Regions from separate parts of the Gossypium arboreum genome. Here region 1 is linked to region 2. A link is a contact called in public Hi-C data. All regions are on one chromosome and are shown on one strand. Each heading gives the region's core, a stretch centred on a gene start, on an enhancer-like site or on the middle of the called end of the contact. The rest is flanking DNA. Distances are from core to core; before and after follow the strand shown.

The links. A called contact is a pair of places that touch in the nucleus more often than the background predicts.
Region 1: a Hi-C map of leaf shows a contact between it and region 2, with 5 times the contacts expected there. The contact joins the promoter of LOC108458367 here to the promoter of LOC108474133 in region 2. A contact is called at or near these places in 2 of 5 Hi-C or Micro-C datasets (both in leaf).

Annotation. Positions count from the first base shown.
Region 1 is chr3:109,034,816-109,038,407 of ASM2569848v2, reverse strand. It overlaps LOC108458367 (probable CoA ligase CCL5), which reads right to left and starts at 2,040. Exons shown (of 5, transcript XM_017757732.2): 1 at 688-2,040. The coding sequence starts at 1,906.
Region 2 is chr3:108,676,164-108,679,996 of ASM2569848v2, reverse strand. LOC108474133 (serine/threonine-protein kinase BSK1-like) reads right to left here and starts at 1,405. Exons shown (of 9, transcript XM_017776054.2): 1 at 550-1,405; 2 at 313-448. The coding sequence starts at 930.

The DNA of each region.
Region 1 (3,592 bases), core at 791-3,290, 360 kb before region 2:
CTATATAAAGTCCACCATTAAAAACTGGTTTCTATATATTAACATAAAGTCCACCTAGCACGCCACATGTCACTATCTGATTATTTAATTAGCTACATCAGTTTTTAATGTATATATGGGTGAAAATTTTTACAAAAGGATAAATTTACTCTTAAATCTAATATACATAGATTAATTTATTTCTATTTTTAAGTAAAAGAACAAAATAATGACTCGTACAGAGCTTAGGGACTTTCATAATACATTTACCTCTATTTTTTATTTTTAAAAATTAAAGAGCGATTCACTATATTGATGATGTTAACTAAAGTAAGATTAGTGACTAATTTTGAATATTAAAATATCACATTTAACAATAATCAAATATTAAAATATTAAAATATTAAAATCTTAATTCAATTAAGTAGATATTATTATCAATGTATGACGTGTGACGATATTGAAACTCATCTTTTTATTCCTATTCCTATTCCTCTTCCTCTTCCTATTCCTCTTCCTATTCCTATTCCTATTCCTATTCCTATTCCTATTCCTATTCCTATTCCTATTCCTATTCCTATTCCTATTCCTATTCCTATTATGGTTCATAAAAAACTAAATTAAGTCCACAAAGTACATAGGAAGTAAGAGAATATTCAAACCCTTGGTTTTAGTGGCTTTAAAGGATATTAATAATTAGGATAATACCTTTCATAACGGAGGGGCCCCTAAGCCAAAGCTCACCCGTCTGGTTCACGTTCAAAGCCTTACCACTATCCGGGTCCACAACCTTAGCCTCCATGCTAGGCGACAACATCCCCGCCGTACCATACTTTCGGCTCTCTTCCAATGAGTCCGTCGACGCACCAATCCCAGTTGACTCAGTCAAGCCGTACCCTTGAAGAATCTTTACATTCGGATACTTCTCCAGAAAACCCTCAATCACTTCTTTACTAAGCGGTGCCCCACCTGACAACGCCGAATGCAACGAACTCAGATCGTACTTCTTCCGTATCTGATCGGCGGCGTTTACCATCGCCACCAAAATTGGTGGCACCAGAGGTAGGTAGGTTGCCCGGTACTTCTCGATGGTTGATAGCATGTCGTGCATCTCGAACTTCGATAAAACTATGACCGTTGATCCAGAGGCCAACAGCCCAGTGGCAAAGGCTACTAAGCCGTAGATGTGAAACATAGGAACCGTGCAGATGAACTTTTCTCCTACTTCTATGCTGAACCTGTTTATAACCGTTTGTACCATGGCTATAAGATTTCTATGAGATGAAACCACTCCCTTGCTAGCACCTGTCGTACCAGAGGAATAAAGCAGAGTCGCCGTGTCATCCTGGTTGACTTGGTCCCTCACTCGACTCCCACTCGGTTCCCTCTTCATCATCTGATGTAAAGTTGTTACAATCTTCGCTTCCCCAGCCTGACTGCTCACGTGATCTTCTAGAAGCACGATCGGGATGGTGGAGCCTGCTAATTTAGGGAGGAGTTGAGGAATAGTGAAGGCGAGAACTGGCTTAGAATCGGCGACTTGTTTCCCGATTTCATTAGCCGTGTTGAGAGGGTTGGTGGTCGTTATGATAGCGCCCAGGGACATAACAGAGAGGCAAACAATGGGGAAGAAGATGGAGTTGGGTGAAAGGAGTAGAACCACATGGCCTTTCCGGATTCCCATGTCGGAAAGACACGTGGCGACGGAATCAACAGCCCTCCAAAGCTCCGAGAAGGTGAGATGGCGGCCGGTAGCGGCGTCGATAAAGGCAACTTTACCGTGGTGCGCCCGAGCCGAGATAAATGTGGTGACATCGAGGGAGTCGTTCTTGGGGAGTGGAATGGGTTTGCGCTTGCTGTAGAAGGTAGAATTGGACCGGAAAAAGCCACTCCTTGGATCGATTGCCAAGCTCATGTTTTCCGCCATGGATTTGCAGTTCCAATGTTTTTTTTTTATTTTATTTTTCTACTCTTCAAATAAAGTCGGCTGGTAGAAGAATCAATTTTATACTGTAAGACAGCGAAGTATGGGCAGTCACATAAGCGAGTGAGCTAGTTTAGGTCTTTTGAACAGTCCGCGTGGGTCTGAATCCTTAGGTGGCACGATCTTGGTCGTTGGATGGAAACAAAGTTGAACTTTTGTCGTAAGATCAAATTGAGTAATAGAGGAACGTGTTTGATTGTGTTGCCACGTGTGGATTTATCTGCTATTTATCACATATCGCACAGTACCTGGTCGTCGCCCGCCATCCTACTCTTCCGTGACCTCATTTTTCTTTTTAATTTACTTTAAAATATTATTTAATTTGTCACATTTCTTTTATTTGTAGTTTTGAGATTGGTCACTTTTGTAAAGATAATATATTATCACTAATGATTAATTTTGCCCAATAACATTAAAAAAATTTATTTATTTATTTTGTTTTTTTTAACTTTTAAATTTACATTTCTATGTTAAATTACTCAAAAATAATAGAAATATTAATGTTTGTTAACTTTATTGAAGTGGCATACATACAATTGCCATATGACGACATGTCAAGATTTAATTAATTTTTAAAATATTAAAAGTGTTAAAAATATTTTTATAATTTATAATTTTAAAATTTTTAAAATTTTAAAAATTAATTAAATCTTGGTATATCATCCACGTGAAAATTTACGTGTATACGTCAATCAAGTTAAAAAATTTAATTTTTCTATCCATTTTAGGGTGATTTAAAAAAATATAAGTTTAAGGCGAAAAATTAAATGAAAGACTAAATTGACTTATTATTATTATAAAGTTGGAGAGCCCGTAAGTAATTATGCCAATATATTACCAACAAAATAATTAATAATAGGTTTTTTTTTTATTTGGGTAATATCAATAATAGGACTTTGACACCTTAAAAAGTAAAAGTCTTACAAAACTCTTTTACTATATACCTTGGATTGCATTTTAGTCCATTCATTAAAAAAACAAATTAACACATTTAAGTTAGATGAGCGAGCAAGTCCATCCGTTAAAATTTAAATTTGGTGTTTATATATAAGATATAAGAATAAATTTAGTCTTCAACTTTTATACATTTATTCAATTTGACCCTACTCTTTTATTAGAAGTAAATTAGAAAAAATTAAAACTAATAAAACTAAAGAATAAAAGAGGCCTTAGCAACAAATTAAAAAAATCATTTAAACTCTTTTAAATTTTAAAATTATTAAAAATTATAAAAATTATAATTATAAATTTTTTATTAAAATTAACAATACTGGGTGTTGAAAATCTTATGAACATTAAAATTTAATAGTTGGATATTAAAATCTTATGACCATTAAAATTTAATTGTTAAAAATTAAAAATACTGTTATGACCATTAAAATTTAAAGGTTGGATATTGTTATTTTTAATAATTTTAAATTTTATAATTTTTTATAAATTTTCTTTATGATTTTTAATAATTTATAAATTTTAAAAGGTTTAAATGATTTCTTTTTAATTTTTATTATGCTTTTTGATTTTTTGTCCTATTAATTTTAAAAATAATTTACTTTCAATAAAAAATAGAGGTTAAATTAAATAAATGTATAAAGATAGAGGGTTAAATTTATCTTTATACATTATATATAA
Region 2 (3,833 bases), core at 156-2,655:
ATAAAGAACAGAAATTATTTTCAAGCCAAAAACTGAAACATTAAAAGGAAGACAATATGGCAACACAATATGATTTTACATTTTTACTTATGTTACTTGAAAAGCATGACTTAAGGTGATAACTTAAAGATATTATCATGCAGGATCTAACTGGTTCAGAGACATTAGCTGGAAACAAGAATTTAACAGAAGACATCAATAAACACCCAACAAGTTAGGTCAGAGGAAATAATAATTGCACTCAAATTTAATTATATTTAGTTTACTTTTGTTCAGGAAAAAAAAAAGTGATAGTAAAAATTGGAACCATACAGTGAAATAAATGCTTTGCAAGGGTATCATTCGGCATGTACTCAGCAACAAGCAATCTCTCGTCGCCATCGCAGCAATACCCAATCAAATTAGCCACTCTCTTATGTCTAAGGTTTCCAACACCGCGAGCTTCATCCTTTAATGATAAACAGAAAAAGAGATTAAAAAAAACAAAAGAAAATCAGAAGAAGGGAAACCCTAAAAATGGAAATGGTTCAACAAAAAAAGAAAGCATACGGCGAATTGTTTAGGATCGGGCCAGGCTAATCTAGTGAATTTCTTGATGGCGATCCAACGTCGATTATTGTCGTTTTGGAGGCGGCCTTTATAGACCACGTTGGGGGCCTTTTCACCGCATTCAGAGACGATGAAATCGGAACTGAAGTTGTTTGTGGCAGCCTTGAGCTCAGCAAGGGAGAACTCGGAGAAATCAGGGAAGCCCGCAGCCCCACCGGCAAGGGAATCTTTTCCAGCATTGGAAAGTGAGGAAGGGCCATTATTGGTCTGAGTGACACAATTGGTGTTGGTGTTGTTGTTGTAGAGGTGGTGGTGGTGGTGGTGATTGGTTTTGTGCAGTGAATCGGGTCTTCTCAGAAAGGTGGATTCGCAGCAGCCCATAACTCGGGGTGAGTTGACTCAGACGACTAATTTATAAATTATAACCATAGAGATTCCTCTTCCTCTTTGATTTATTTAATCTCTTTTTTTTTTTTTTAAAGTTATATAGTTTGGAGTTTATTCAATTAATGGCAGAGGGAAGGGATGGAGAAGCTATTTGGTTTTGGGAAGTTTCGAAGGAAAGAAGGAAGGAAGGAAAGGTGAGGACGACGTCGTGTGGGCGACTGTGTGTGTGAGAGAGAGAGAGAGTTTACACCATAGGAGTGTGAAAGAAAGAGAGACAGGTTTCTCTTTCTTTCTTTCTTTCGTTGTTTCTCTCTCTCTTTTTCCGTCGGCCTCTTTCAGCCCTTTCTGCACTGACAAAACCTTCTGTCCCTTTCTCGACGTTGCTTTCTATCTTTCTTATATTTTTTTTTTCTCGCCTTAATAACAATTGTATGCTACAATAATATACTATTAGTCTATAGCTATTATACTATTGAATTGTCCTTTTTACGTCCTTGATTTGATTTGATTCAAGGGTCTTTTGTCTTCATCTACTTACTAATTAATCTCTGCTTCTATTTCTGCTTCACTCTTAAGTCTATATTTAATCATATTTATTTTTAGATGACTTCTTTAGAATTGCATTTTATTTCTGTATTCTAAATTACCTCATATAAATTTTTATAAATAATTTTTAAAAATAAATTTTTATAATTTTTTATAATTATTTAAGTTTCCACTCCAAAATAAATCTAGATAATTGTTTGTCTAGGTTCATCTTACCTTAAACAAACATTTGTTAAGGTTCATTTTAACATTATTTTTAATAATTTTTAATAATTTTAACAATTTCTTATCATTTTAAATACTTTCCTATAATTTTCTAATTTTTTATAATTTTAATAATAATTTGAAAAACCATGTCGATATCATGATTATAAAAACTTTTTTTAGATTTTTAAATTTGTTTAAATATTGTCACAATAGCATAAGATACACGTGGCACTTCATGTGCCATTTTCTAGTTGCTCAGCTAGTCATATCAATGCTTGACAGTAGAAATTGGTGAAATTTTAATAGAATGGCTAGTTTTCTTTTTTTATCTAACGTACGAGAACTAATTTGTTCATTTTTTTAATAGAGAGGGAAAATGCAATCTAATTCCTACTGTAGGGGCTTCCATGATACTTTTACTACATTGGGTTTTATGCTTTTTCTTTCAAATAAAAGTTAATTTTACCTTGGATATTATTTTCGACGTCATCTTTTAACGGTGAATTTTTAATAGAATGATCAATTTGCACTTTCCTCTAATGTATAGAGGTTAATTTGACCATTTTTTAATAGAATAGGCTAAATGTAATTTAACTCCTAGTATAGGGGCTTCCATGGTACTTTTATAATTATAATTTTTATCGCCCATTATTTTATTCAAGTGAAAAATATTTAATTTCTTGCATAATGATATTAATTAAAAATAATTAATTTTAAAATTTTAAAAATTAAAATAATTAATTATTTTATGTGAAAGATAAATTTTAATGACAATTATTTATTATTATAAATAATATCTATACTTATTATAAAACCTTTAACTTAGTATTATGGGTTGATCGAGCTTTTGTCCTTTCATGCTTTCTTTTAAATGATAACTAACTTATATTATGATAATAATGCTTTTGTTTTTTTATACTTTTATATAATCCTTTCATACTTTTATATAATTTTTATTTACTCTAATCTAATCTTTAAATAAAAAGATTAAAAAGTACATATCCAAGAATCAAACATGTGTTTAATAAAATTTATTTACAGTCAGGAAATTGATAGTATTTGGACATACAAGAAAGGATGAAAGTTATGGAGGAGTAACTGCCTTCACAACAGAGAAGATATGAGGAGCACCAAAAGCATACAAGAGCAAATGCATAAATAGAGGCAAGCAAATGAAAGAAACACAAAGAACGAAAGGCTAATAGAAGAATTGAGAGTATGCAAAGTGATCCATGATCAAGATCCATCACAAAAGGGAGGAGGAATCCATTCATTCTTAGCATAGACGTCGGCATGCAAACTAAGGTAATGATGATTTGGTAGATGATATTGAATTTGATAATAGCTATGAAAAAGAAGATAATGATAGTTATAGTTATTATACTAAAATACCTTAGAGCGGAAAATAGAGAAGTTAGAAAAGCATATAAGGGATTTCCTGAAGGTTGAAGCCTCATAACTAGTTAAAAAGTAAAAAAGTAAGCCTCTACATGAAAAAATATTGCGACATTGTCCCCTTACCTTCAAATTCCAAAGATGATGTATAATGTTCAGTGAAATCCCCAAGATCGTTTGGTTCATTATGTAAACCACATGAACATTTTTGGAGCCTTAGATGAGGTTAAACATAGAGTATTCTCAATGACATTGAAGGATTAAGCACATGTATGATACTTACAACTTCCGCAACATTTTATTTCAAACTTTTAATAGTTGACAGACTTGTTCATGAGTAGGTTCTTAGCAAACAAAATGTTGAAACAGTCACCTACATACGTTATGTCCATCAAAAAACGTGAGGATAAGCCTTTGTGAGACTTTGTAAAAAGGTTCTGCCCAACAACCATGATAACAAAGGATGTCCTTGAAGAGATTGTTTGTAACAGTCCTAACCCATATCCGTCGCCGGAACAGGGTTATAGAGCATTACCGGAGTTTACAGAAAAAATACAGTTAATTTATGTAATTTACTATTCATATCTGAAACCAATCATGTTCAATCATATTGTCCCTTGAATAAACTCTCGAGGCCTAATTCATGAGTTAGAAACAAGTCGGGACTAAATCGAAAACTCAAAGAATTTTTCGTAAAATTCCAATTTTTTTCTTAAATACAGGGGTCACATGCCTGTGTGGGTAGGCCG